Linked DNA regions of Oryctolagus cuniculus: regions 2 and 3 are each linked to region 1. The links are chromatin contacts, called in public Hi-C and Micro-C maps. All regions are on one chromosome and are shown on one strand. Each heading gives the region's core, a stretch centred on a gene start, on an enhancer-like site or on the middle of the called end of the contact. The rest is flanking DNA. Distances are from core to core; before and after follow the strand shown. Region 1 holds the start of TASOR (transcription activation suppressor). Region 2 holds the start of APPL1 (adaptor protein, phosphotyrosine interacting with PH domain and leucine zipper 1). Region 3 overlaps ARHGEF3 (Rho guanine nucleotide exchange factor 3).

Region 1 (4,202 bases), core at 764-3,263:
AGAGAATTACAGAGAGAGGTCTTCCATCTGATGGTTCACTCCCCAAATGGCTGCAACAGCTGGCGCTGAGCTGATCCAAAGCTAGGAGCATGGAGTTCATCTGGGTCTCCCCTGTGGGTACAGGGGCCCAAGGAGTTGGGACATCTTCCACTGCTTTCCCAAGCGCATCAGAGAGCTGCATCAGAAGTGCAGCTGGGATTCCGGCACCCATACGGGATGCCAGCACTGCAGGCTGGGGCTTTAACTGCTGCACCACAGCATCAGCCCTAAAAATAGTTTTAAAGGTTTATTTATTTGAAGGAGTTATAGAGACAGAGGGATAGATGGAGATCTTCTGTGCACTGGTACTGGTTCACTCCCCAAAAGCCTGCAGTGGGGGCTGGCATTGTGGTATATTGGGTTAAGCCCTGCCTATGACGCTGGCATCCCATTAGGCACCAGCTCCACCTGGCCGTTCCACTTCCAATTCAGCTCCCTCCTCATATGCCTGGGAGAGCAGCGGAAGAAGGTTCTAAGTGCTTGAGGTCCTGCACTCACAGGAGAGACCCAGAAACAGCTCAGGGCTCCTGGCTATACTCCTGACTATACAGTATTTGCTATACTCTCCAGAACTCAGGCTAGTTTATGCTGACTAGATTTAGAGTATTTAAAAGGTCCTCCCCCTTGACTATCAAGTTAAAGGGAGAGTGACAACTTGCTGTATATACTTTTAAAAGATTATTTGCAGAGGGACAGGGAGAGGGAGAGATGGAGATCTTCCTTCCACTGGTTCATTCCCCATATGGTATCCAACAGGTGGGGCTGGGTCAGGCCATGTCAGGATGCAGGATGGGTCCCTCTTGTGGGTGGCAGGGACCCAAGTACGTGAGCCACCATTGGATGCCTTCCAGGTGCATCAGCAGAGACCCGGATGGGAAGCAGACTAACTGGAATTCCAACTGGTGTTCCTGTATCAGCATGGGATGCTTAACCCACAATGCCTGTATATATTTTTAAGATGTGGCTACAAAAGTTTATTTTTTCTATAATATACATTCACTGTAGGAAAACTGAAAGCAAAAAAAAAAAAAGAAGCAAATATAGTCTAAAAGCCAGTAGCTCCCTTACTTTTCAACCACTTCAGAGCCCAGTCTTGCTAACACTAAGTAATGAGGCCCTTTCAAAGACCTCTAGTACAGGGGCAGGCACTGTGGCATAGCAGGTAAAGCCAACGGCTGCCAGACCCGCCAGCATCTCATATGGCATTGGTTGGAGTCCCGGCTGCTCCACTTCCAACCCAGCTCCCTGCTGACGCTCCTGGGAAAGCAGTGGAAGATGGCCCAAGTGCTTGGGGCCCTGCACTCACGTGGGAGACCCGGAAGAAGCTCCTGGCTCCTGGCTTCCGATGGGCTCAGCTCTGGCAGTTGAAATCATTTGGGGAGTGAACCAGCAGATGGAAATTCTCTCTCTCTCTCTGCAACTCCTCCTTTCAAATAAACAAATAGATTTTTTTTAAAGGCTCCTAATACAGTGCTTGCCGGAGCATTATCTTAGAATAGGGCAGGTGGGAGTATTCCATTGTAAAGAAGCAATGGCTGAGAATGGTAGGCAGATGAACCCAGGCTCTTATCGCCAAAACCCATTCTCTTTATCTCTTCCGGGCCTTGGTATGCATGCAAACAAGTCACAAATTGGAGTCATCCAGAATCCACTGCTCTGAAGCCTCTTGCTCAGGGGGAGGGGATCTTCCCCTCGAAGGGGTGCCGCCCAGAGCTCACAGGACAAGGTCGACTTCATCTTCTTCTAGGGCAGCGTCGGCCAGGTTGCCGCCCGGGAGTTCACAAACAGCCGCCGACGACCTGCACCTCGCGGACAACGGCGGCGTCGAGGAACCGGCCGGGCGTTGCCTTCGCCCCTTTTGGCGGGCTCCGGCGCCTGGAGGCTCCGCCCCCTGGCAGGGTGTATCCGCACTGGCGGAGGCGGGAGCCGCGTTCCCATTGGCGGAGCCAGCCTGCGACGGCCCCGCCCCTTCTCGGGCCCGACGCGAGCACGTTGAGTGGCGGGGGCCGGCTGAAGAACTGCCCGAGCGAGGAGCGGCCCCTCGGGCAGGGCAGCACTGTCGGGGCGCCCACTTCGGCGCTCCGAAGAGCTGCGGGGTCAGGAGCGCGGCCCGCGGCCACGGGGGGAGGGGAGTGGGTGGGCTGAGAGTAACTGGGCGGCGAGGCCAGCCCGCCGCCCCTTCCCCCCTCGCCCGACGACCTTGTGGGTAGAAGCTTCCCGGAGCTCCTCACGGCGGCGCGATGGCGACTGCTGCAGAGACGGAGGCTTCGCCGCCGACGGACGCGAGCTGGGAAAGCGGCGGCGGCGGCGGCAACGAAGAGATGAAGCAGGAGCTTCCGGAGCATGAATCGTCCCCACAAAATGGCGGCGGCGGCGGCCTCCTCATCGCCGAGCCCGGCGGCGGCGGCGGCGGCGGCGGCGGGCCCGAGGAGACCGCGGGGGCCGAGGCCGCCCAGAGCTTCAGCCACGAGCAGCTTCAGGACTCCTCTGAGGCGGGCGCGGCAGCTCTGCCCAAAGGCCCGGAAGAGCCCGAAAGGCCAATTAGGAGGAGTTTTCAGATCCCCAGGAAGAGCAGAGAAAAGAAAGGTGGTGCCTCCCCTTCTCCCCGACCCCCCTTTCTCTCTCCCCTCCATCTTTTCATTAGAACCTCTCTGTCTCCTCTTCCCACACCCATCCGAGACACGTAAACACGCATGCAGCGCCAGCCGCCTCTCCCCTCGCTGCCACGGCCGCCCAGCTGCTGCGCTTGGTGCGAGAGGAAAGCGGTGCAACCACGCTCCGCTGCTCCCCCTCTGCCCGTGGAAGTTGGAAGTAGCTCAGGTTGGAAGCTTGTCCGTAAGGCTGCAGCTCCCGGAGAGGAAAGCTGGTGCTCGGCGCCCCTCCCTCCCAGTCCCCGAAGGCAGAGAAGCCGATGTGTCCTCCTAAGGATGCTTCCCAGAAGTCTCCCTGTGGAAATAGCCCGTGGCCATGGATTCTGAGGCTTTCTCCAAGCTCATTGCGTTCTGAGGACCACAAGTGCTGCTTCTCCCTGTGGAAAGTTCTTCAGCTCTAAGTGTCTACTTGAAATTTGCTTGATGTCAGCGTCTTCCCTTCTTTTAGCTAGCCCCGGTTAGGAGATGCGAGCCACGTACACTGCTGTTTTCCATCACACTTCATTTCCATGTAGACCTTTTTGGTTGTTCTGAAGACTTAGATTAAATAGAGCTCTCTCTTTAAATCCAAATTTAGTATGGTTTTTCTTGTATTTGAAAAGAAGGTAGGTTCTTGGTGCAGTCATTTCCCAATGGGGGGAAAAAAGAGAGACTAGCTTATGCCCAAGAATCTCCAGTTTGGTTTCGCAGTTGGCAGAACTTAAGATTAAAAGAAAAGTTACGCCTTAGTTTTTGGAACCACTATGGGAACAGTTACATTAACTGCCTTTACCTATTTCAACCTTAATTCCATACTGTGACTCAAGAAGGAGTCAATTTGTAGTGGAGATCAAAACTAGTGTTTGCTTCTATTAGGGAATTATATTTGCCCAGTAATTTTGAATATCTGAATTTAGACAACTTTTGCTCTACTGCATGGTTCAGTTTCTCATGACTTATTTAGGAAACTAATGGAAAATTTTTATTTTGCAAAACCAATTTTTTTTGGGTCATTTGAATCCCAATGAAGAAGACCTAGAATCTTCACTAAAGCATTGTGCATATACTAACCAGCTCCTTTTGTACAACTGGAATTCTTAGAGCCTTTTATCAGTAGAATAAAAAAAGTTCATTTTTATTTGGATGACAAAGCCGAGGAAATACTTGGTTTGAGAAACCATGTTGATAGAAATGAAGTTAACTCTGCCCATTGACATGAGCAATGTTTCTAGAAATAGTTGAGTTTAATGTTATTTTAGCATTCAGAAAGTTACTTTAAAAGTCAAGATTATCAATTGTGTTAAGAATTATGATTATGAGAAAAGTTATGTCCAACCTACGTTATTGAGAATAGGTTGGAAGTATGTTCAAATGGACTCTAGTTATGTGGTAGGAGGTTGAAAAAAAAAGTTTTTAATTGATAAAAACCTTTTGATGTCTACTCCCTTTTATTAGGTTTTAGGTGCCTAAGAATATGGTATACCTAATTTTTCGTTACGACCAGAAAATTGGCCTAGAAGTCCTGTCGTTTTG
Region 2 (4,202 bases), core at 456-2,955, 500 kb before region 1:
TGCGGTGGCCACAGCATGCCAGCCGCAGCGGCCATTGTAGGGTGAACCAACGGAAAAGGAAGACCTGTCTCTCTCTCTCACTGTCCACTCTGCCTGTCAAAAAAAAAAAAAAAAAATCATTTGTGCCTCAAAACTCGTGGCTGGAGCACAGTGCAACCCATTCTGAGCTGTGGTCTCTCTCTGGGCTACAAAACACAGAAGGTAAGGCAACCTGCAGCAACTTACAGAACAAAAAAGCAAAATGACAAAGCGCACCTGGCCAAAACCTCCCACAAACCACCTGAAACAAGACAGTTTCTAACTCTGTACTACAGGAGTCATTAAGAGAAATCTGAACTGGGAGTCAAGATAAACCAAAATGCGGGTGTCTCTTTCGGTTAGTCTAGGCTGATAAAAGAGCATTACCAGCCGGCACCTACTGGCCTGGGAAGATAACTTTCAGAATGTAACAAGTACAAATCAGTTCTACAATCAGAGCCCAATTTCAACCTGGCAACTCAAACTGGCACAAAATCCAAGGCAGAGGAGGTACCCAGGAAAGGGGGCATGATCCAGCCTGTGCTTTCTTTTGAGGGAGCCCTATCAAATCGTAGACACGTGGAATACGTGCATTTTATTTCGAAATACACAAAGCTTCAGAGACGTTTCCGAGTGGTATCTAGCAGTATGTCTTCAACTGCTTATTGGTATAAAAGGCAGGCTTGGGAATCAGGTTTCTCCGAAGCTAAGTTACAGCCCCTACTCCCCTCCCGCCAACATCTTTCCTGAAACAGCTGATTCCATTCCTGGGTTACATTTCCCAAAAAGCGGTCAGAATCGCCAGCCGTCAAAGCAGCATCACCCCCCAACGCACCACACACACAACACCGGGCTCTTATTTTGATGAGTTTATTACTGGAGCCAAGTCTGCAGCGAGCGGCGCGGCGGCCGGCCAGCCGCGAAGGCGCCGTCCCTCGCTCGCCGCGCACCGCTCGGGCTGTGACAGCGGCCGGGCCCGGCCCCGACGCGAGCACCGCGGGCGCGGAGAGCGGGGACGGGCTCCGGGACACACAGCCCTCCTTTCCTCGCCTCCCCAGCTCGCCGAGCCGCTGCGGCCGCCGAACAAGACTACCAGGTTGGCTCCCTTTCCTGCCTTTCCTCCGAAAATTCCGGGGTGGGGGAGCTAGCACCTCCCATCGCAGCGATTAAAAACAAAAACAACAAAACAGGCACTTTCCATCCAACACAGAGGAGACCCGCGCGCGGACGTGACTGCCAGGCCCACGACAGGCGGCGGCGGCGGCGGCCGGCTCGGTCCCCGCCCGCGGCCCTCGGCCCTGCAGCGCGGGCCCACGAGGGCCTCGGGAAGCGGGCCCGGCTTCGAATGCTCCGGGCGCGGCCCGAGTCCGCGGGCGGGGGATACCTGGGCGGCGGCCCTACCTGGGCCCGGGCGGGCACCGGCGGCAACCGCAGGCCTGTGGTCCTCCCGCCCGGCTCGCCTGCATGGCCCGCCGCCGCCCGCGCCTCACCTGCGGGCTGTCCTCCAGCGTCTCCTCAATGGGCAGCTTGTCGATCCCCGGCATCGTGGCGAAGGGAGGGCGGTGGCAGGAGACGCAGCGGCCGCCCACAGCTCCCCGCGCCCGCCCGCCTGCAGCAGCTGACCGCGGCCCGCCCTCCCTCTCGCAGGCTCTGCCGCCGCCGACGCCGACGCCGCCCGCGCCGCCCTCGCCAGGCGCCGAGCTGCCGCGCGGGAAATCCCGCCCCCCGGCCTGCTCGCCCCGCCTCCAGGGGCTCCCATTGGCTCGAGGCCACGCCCGTCAGCGCTGGAGCTGACCGGGAGAGGTTCCTCTAGCGAGAAAAACTGCTCTGCGAACCCTGGCCTCGCTGGTGGCGGAGGCGGCCCTGTCTCGGCTGGGCGATCCCGTGTAGCGTTCGGGCGTTTGGATGCAAATCGGCAGAGCCCGTCCCCCGCCACGGCTTGCAGCGCGAGTTACCGGAACCTCGAGGGAGCATCACACTGGGGAATTTGGGGCAGTCTTACTTCTCCGGCAATGTATTTCGTCAGCGACCTTGGAAAAACCCCTACCGCTGGCGCCTTTCCTCAGTTTCCTCAAATTATAACCTTCCCAGACCTGCCTGAAGCATCCAGCAAAACGGATGTCTGTGAGATCCGAAGTTCCGTCATTAACTGGAGCTTCTGCTAAATTTGCGGGATCGAAATGCGCCTTCCGGGCGCTTGGTAATAGTTTATTGAGTTTAAAAAACACAGACCCACCACCAGCAACAACAAGAAAAAACCCATGACTGTTGCCAGTTCGGCAGCCCTTACCTACCCACGAAGGAAGAACTGACCTGCCATTCTTTTACATCACAAAGGAAAACACCCTTTAAATATGAGGCCATGCTGCTTGCTTATGTTGATAACTGATTAGCATTTCTGTTCGATCAAAAAAACATTGGAAAGCGGGTTCACATCGCTTCTTTTACAGTAAAGCGAAGCATCGAGTCGGGGATTGGAGCGAGTGAAGCCTGAGACCCCGTCTCTCCCTGCCTCCCCGGTCCGTCTTCCCCCACCTCCATTTTTCTGTAGAGTTAGCAGTGATGCTTTCTTCAGTGTAAAGAGAAAATGGCAAAATAAACTAGCCATTTGTCCCACCAATCCATCCCGTTTTCATTTAAGAAATAAAAAAGATGCTGAGTAAGGATGAATCGCCGCCCGATGCCACAGATAGATTGAAACACATATGCTGTAATGAGGATGGAAGTTACATTTTCTTTAAAGATTTATTTTATTTATTTGAAAGAGTTACAGATACAGAGAGAGGTCTTCCATCCACTGGTTCACTCACCAAATGGCCGCAACGGCCAGGGCTGGGCCGAGCCAAAGCCAGGAGCCAGGAATTTCTACCAGGTCTCCCCCATAGGTACAGGAGTCCAAGCACTTAGGCCATTCTCTGCTGTTTTCCTAGGCCCGTTAGCAGGGAGCTGTATCAAAAGTGGAGCAGCTGAGACTCAAACCTGCCCCCATATGGGTTGCCAGTGCTGCAGGCCAGGGCTTTAAACCGCTGCACCACAGCGCCAGCCCCAGAAGTTACATATTTTTAACTAAAATACTAGGGTTTCTTCTGATCTCTCTCTTTTTAAAAGTTTTTGTTTTGAAGGACAGAGGGAGAGAGACACACAGAGATTTCCCATTAACTGGTTCACTCCCCAAAAGCCTGCATTGGCCAGGGCTAGGCCAAGCAGAAGCTGAAGCCTAGGCACTCCATCATCCCACATGGAGGGCAGGGACCCACATACTTGAGCCGTTACTGCTGCCTCCCAAGGTGCACATTAGCAGGAAGCTAGAATTGGAAGCAGAGCCAGGACTGAAACCTAGGCACTCTGATATGGGATGCAGACATTCCAAATGGCCATCTTAACTTCTTAGGCTGGATGGTAAAGTTTGTTTTTTTTTTATTTTTGTGGTTTCTTTCAAGATTTTATTTATTTGAAAGGCAGAGGTATGGAGAGGCAGAGGTGGTGGGGAAGTGTCTGCCATCCGCTGATTTACTCCTCAAATGGCTGTAATGGCTGGCACTGGGCCGATCCAAAGCCAGGACCCAGAAGCTTATTCTGGGTATCCCACATGAGTGCAGGAGCCCAAGGAGTTGGGCTATCTTCCACTGCTTTCCCAGGCCATAGCAGAGAGCTGGATCAAAACTGGGGCAGCCTGGACTGGAACCAGCACTGCAGGCGATGGCTTTACCCATTACGCCACAGTGCTGGCCCCAGGTTTTTAAAACATAATTTTGTCTTTCCTTCAAGAGATCATGGTGCTCTAAAGAATCATGATGGGGCTGGCATTGTGGCACAGCAGGTTAAGCCTCTGCTTGCAAAGCCAGCATCCAGTATCTAAACACCAGTTTGAGTCTCTGCTGCTCCACTGCCTATCCAATTCCCCACTAATGCTCCTGGAAGCCAGTGTAAGATGGTTCTATTTCTTGGGCCCCTGCTACTCATGTGGGAGACCTGGATGGGGTTCCTGGCTCCCAGCTTCAGCCTGGCCCAGCCTGAATTCTTGCAGCCATTTGGAGAGTGAACCAGAGGACAGAAGAGCACTCTCTTCCTCTCTCTCTCTCTGATGTCTTCCTTTCAAATAAATAAATCTTTAAAGAAAAAAAAGAGGAAAAAAGATGTTATGATTTAAATGGGAGAAGGTAGTGACTCCTGATAAGAAATAA
Region 3 (4,202 bases), core at 850-3,349, 290 kb before region 1:
ACATGGCAGGGTCAGGGTTCAAGTCTGGAGCAAACCAGGACATGTCGACTATGGATGTGTGGTGATGTTTTTCTTATCGTCATTACATGCCAGTTCTCTTCACTAAAGACTTGGCATTTCTCTCTGTCTCTCCCTCTCTAACTACCTCTCAAATAAATAAAAAAAATCTTTTAAAAAAAAATAGTTACGTAAAGGGCAATAGGACCAGAACCAGAAAATCTTTTTTATACTATTAAATACATGCTTTTATTCCTTCCCATCAGATACTGTATTTAGAATTGCTGTGTTCTTCCCAGTATTTTTTCATAGTAATTGATTGGTGATTTGTAGTAAGTTAAATGTCTTTGATAAAAAAAAAAATCTCTTTGGGGCCAGTGTTGTGGTGCAAGGGGTTAAGACGCCTCCTGTCATCCCTTCAAGACCTGGCTGCTCCACTTCTGATCTGGATCCCTGCTAATGCCCCTGGGAAGGCAGCAGAAGATGGCCCAAGTCCTTGGGCCTCTGCACCCATGTGGGAGACCAGGAAGAAACTCCTGGCTCCTGGCTTCAGTATGGCCCAGCCTTGGTCATTTGGGGAATGAACCAGTGGCTAGAAGATCGATCTCTCTCTCTTCCTCCCTTAGTATTTCTGTCTTTCAAATAAGTAAAAAATAAAATCTGAAAACAAAACAAAAACAAAGCAAAACCAAAAACAAAATCCTTTTTACTTCGTCTGTTGCCTGGGCTAAGTCACGAATAGTCAAGAAGTCAGTCCTGGAGACCTGGTGCAGTTTTTCTCTGAATGGAGCGAACATAAAACCTTATGAGCAGCCGAAGCAGGTGCAGAGAGGTAGATGTGGGCTCCATTCTGCAGTATCGCTGAGGTTAGGACTATGGCTGCCTGTGGATCCCAAAATGACAAACTCTACTCCGGAAGTGGGGGGAGGCGGTGACGGGGCAGGTTCTGTCTGAATCGGCCAAGCCTTGAAACAGCCTGAATTCATGGCTGGAGCAAGTGGTGACGTGGAGCTGGGGCCCCGGGTGCGACACCTGCAGCCGCACACCCATGGCTGTGAAGGAACTCAGGATACCAGCAGAGCCTCCAGACTTGGCCATCACTCCCGGGGGCCCCACAGCAGTTAGAGTAGGGATGGGAGCTGTGTGGCTCTCGGCTGCAGAGAGGTGGGGAAGACCACGTGGGGAGACCCCAGGAGAAGGAGCGAGCCACGTTCCAGATCAGACTTAGCGAGCATCAACATTTGTAAATCTTGGACCTGGTAGCAGGCAGCAGGTTTGCCAGATGCCTGAGTGGAGGGCCTCTTTCTGCTGGATTGTTCTGCTTCGGTTTCTTTTGTGTGTGCGCAGGAGCGATCGGCCCCTTGGCTGCCGGTAACAACCTGGCAGGGGAAAGCCAGCCACAGAGTGTGCTGTAACCGCTCCGGGCTTTGCACAGACAGCCCAAGAGCCTTCCAAACCCAAGTGCGCCGCAGCCCTTGGCCATTCAGGGCACCCCGGTGGAGGAAGGCTTTGTCCTGGTCACGTTACAGATGAGGGTGCCGGCACCCGTGGCCGCGCTGACCGCTGCGTGCAAGTTCATCGTGAGCATGGCTTCCTGCACCCTGACAGTTTTACAAGTTCCTGCTGAAGCATCTCCCAGGAATTCTGAAGTTGGAACGCGGAGCCCCTGGAGGAGTGAAAAACACACAGGCTTTGGGTTCTCCTGATAATTACAGAGGGGGATGACAGACAGGGCAGCGGGGTGAGGAGTGCAGGGCGGATGCTCAGGCCGGTAAGCCCTCCTCCCACGTCTCCTGTGGGGGCCTCTCCTGTTACTCCTGGGCTGCCTGTCTGTGCTGATCCTGGCGAAGGCCACGTGGGTGTGGACAGAGCCCCCGCACACAGCACCTCTGGCTTCCTGTGACGGCCTGCCCCGGGCTGCCAGCCTCCACGGTTGCCTGGCCCTTCTTGCTCAGACAAGCCCATCCCTGAGCTCACAGGCTGTGGGGAAGGTTCAGTTCTGGGATCTCTCCCTGCCCACTCCTGACACCAAGAACCCAGTGCTCCCAGCCAGATCCCCTGGGCTTCTAGGCCTTGCACTGGGCTGAGGGCACCCAGTGTGGGCCCTGCCCTGCAGAGGATGGCCAGGCACAAAGGCAGGACTGAGGGTGGGCCTGGAGGGACAGTGGCCCTTGCTGAGGGAGGTCGTCAGGGTTAGGGAGGCTCATCAGGCAGGGTGGCGCTGGACCTGAGTCCTCAGAGGCTGAGCTGCTCAGAGGGGAGCCAGGCCCTGCAGGTCCTGGTGCTGGTTGGTGTCTGGGTCCTTCCGTAGGGCCCTGTGCTGGGCAGGGACCCTAAGGAGTGGGTTGAGGGGTTGGTGGGTGGGGGAGGGTTTCATGCCTGAAGTATCTGCTGAGCTGTGCTTTTTAATCTGAAGTTTTATTCTCTAAGAGACATGGAACCTTGTGTCTTGGTTCCTTCAGACTGCTCTAATAAGACACCATCAACAGGGTGGCTTATAAACCACACAATAGAGGGCCGGTGCCGTGGTGTAGTGCAATAAGATGCAGCCTGTGGCCGGCGCCGTGGCTCAATAGGCTAATCCTCCACCTGTGGCACCAGCACACCGGGTTCTAGTCCCAGTCAGGGCACTGGAATCTGTCCCGGTTGCTCCTCTTCCAGGCCAGCTCTCTGCTGTGGCCAGGGAGTGCAGTGGAGGATGGCCCAAGTGCTTGGGCCCTGTACCTGCATGGGAGACCGGGAGAAGCACCTGGCTCCTGCCTTCGAATCAGCGCGGTGTGCCGGCCGCAGCGGCCACTGGAGGGTGAACCAACGGCAAAAGGAAGACCTTTCTCTCTGTCTCTCTCTCTCACTGCCCACTCTGCCTGTCCAAAAAAAAAAAAAAAAAAAAAAAAAAAAAAAAAAAAAAAAAGATGCAGCCTGTGATGCCTGTATCCCATGTGGATACCGGTTTGAGTCCTGGCAGCTCCACTTCTAATCCAACTTTCTGGTAATGTCCTGGGAAAGCAGCAGAAGATGGCCTAAGTGCATGGGCTCCTGCACCCATGTAGGAGACCAGGAAGAAGCTCCTGGCTTCTGTCCAGCCCAGCCCTGGCCATGGTGGCCATTTAGGGAGTGATCCAGGGCATGGAAGGTTCTCTATAATTCTGCCTTTCAAGTAAAGAAATAAATAAATTTTAACAAAAGAAACACAGAGATGTGTTCCTCATAGCCCTGGAGACTGTGAAATCCAAGGTCAGGTGATAGCAGGTCGGCCCCTGGCGAGGGCGTTTCCTGGTTCCTGGATGGTGCCCCTTCTGCCATGCCTTCATATGGTAGGGCTGAGCAGGTCGTCTCTGTATGGCACTAACCCCACGCACCTGGTCACCTCCGAGCAGTCCCTGTCCTGCTAGCATCAGTTGGAGACCAGCCTTGAGCACAGGAATTTGGGAGGGACACAAGCTTTCAGACCCCAACACTTCCAAAGATTTGAAGTGATGGGAGGGGATGATTGCATTGGAGATTTCAAAGCTTCTCGCTCGCAGCAGTGTGCAGGGGGAGCTAAGATAGGGCAGCAGTGGTTGAGGAGAGAGTTTGAAGAAAAGTAGATGCAGAAATGATAGATGGGCCGGTGTTGTGGCACCATGGGTGCAGCCACCACCTGCAAGGGCAGAATCTGGGTACACTGATGGGAGTCCCGGCTGCTCCACTTCCAATCCAGCTCCCTGCTAATGCGCCTGGGAAAGCAGTGGAAGATGACGCAAGTGCTTGGGCCCCAGCACACACATGGGAGATCTGGATGAAGCTCTTGGCTTCTGCCTGGCCCAGTCATGGCTGTTGCAGCCATGTGGGGAGTGAACCGGCAGATGGGCGATCTCTCTATGTGTCTCCCTCTCTCTCTCTGTAACTCTGACTTTCAAATTAACAAATCTTAAAAAAAATAAAAAGATGACAGGTAGGGGTCTTGGCAGACTCCTGCATTCTAGAGTAGGGGTCGGGGTGGATGGTGGGCCTCAGTTTCTAGGCCCACAAAGTGGGGATATGGGCACTGAGGCAGATTCAAGATCTCATGGCCTGAACCTAGGGTCGAGTGTTCCTTTCCTTCTCCTTGGGCCCCAGTCCCTTGCAGCCTTGCCTTGTCCTCACTTGGCTGGGGAATTACTTTTGCTCACGTGTGGGTTAATGATTGATGGGAATGAATGTGTTGTAGGTTCCAGTGACCCATT

The links. Hi-C and Micro-C count contacts between places; a contact is called where the count stands out from the background.
Region 2: a Micro-C map of ear pinna shows a contact between it and region 1, with 4 times the contacts expected there. The contact joins the promoter of APPL1 here to the promoter of TASOR in region 1. A contact is called at or near these places in 2 of 6 Hi-C or Micro-C datasets (ear pinna and an unstated tissue).
Region 3: a contact with region 1 is called in a Hi-C map of liver, with 8 times the contacts expected there. The contact joins the enhancer-like site here to the promoter of TASOR in region 1. A contact is called at or near these places in 4 of 6 Hi-C or Micro-C datasets (liver, psoas muscle, skin fibroblasts and 1 more).

The regions. Positions count from the first base shown.
Region 1 is chr10:93,183,201-93,187,402 of mOryCun1.1, forward strand. TASOR (transcription activation suppressor) reads left to right here and starts at 2,014. Exons shown (of 26, transcript XR_007921897.2): 1 at 2,014-2,625.
Region 2 is chr10:92,682,321-92,686,522 of mOryCun1.1, forward strand. APPL1 (adaptor protein, phosphotyrosine interacting with PH domain and leucine zipper 1) reads right to left here and starts at 1,706. Exons shown (of 22, transcript XM_051852269.2): 1 at 1,509-1,706. The coding sequence starts at 1,562.
Region 3 is chr10:92,890,567-92,894,768 of mOryCun1.1, forward strand. All of the region lies in intron 2 of ARHGEF3 (Rho guanine nucleotide exchange factor 3), which reads left to right. Among named protein-coding and RNA genes, the nearest start is that of SPATA12, 61 kb to the left of the region's middle. Within about 2 kb of position 2,100, at least 1 of the 8 cell types and tissues checked has an H3K27ac peak or open chromatin away from gene starts, as enhancers often do.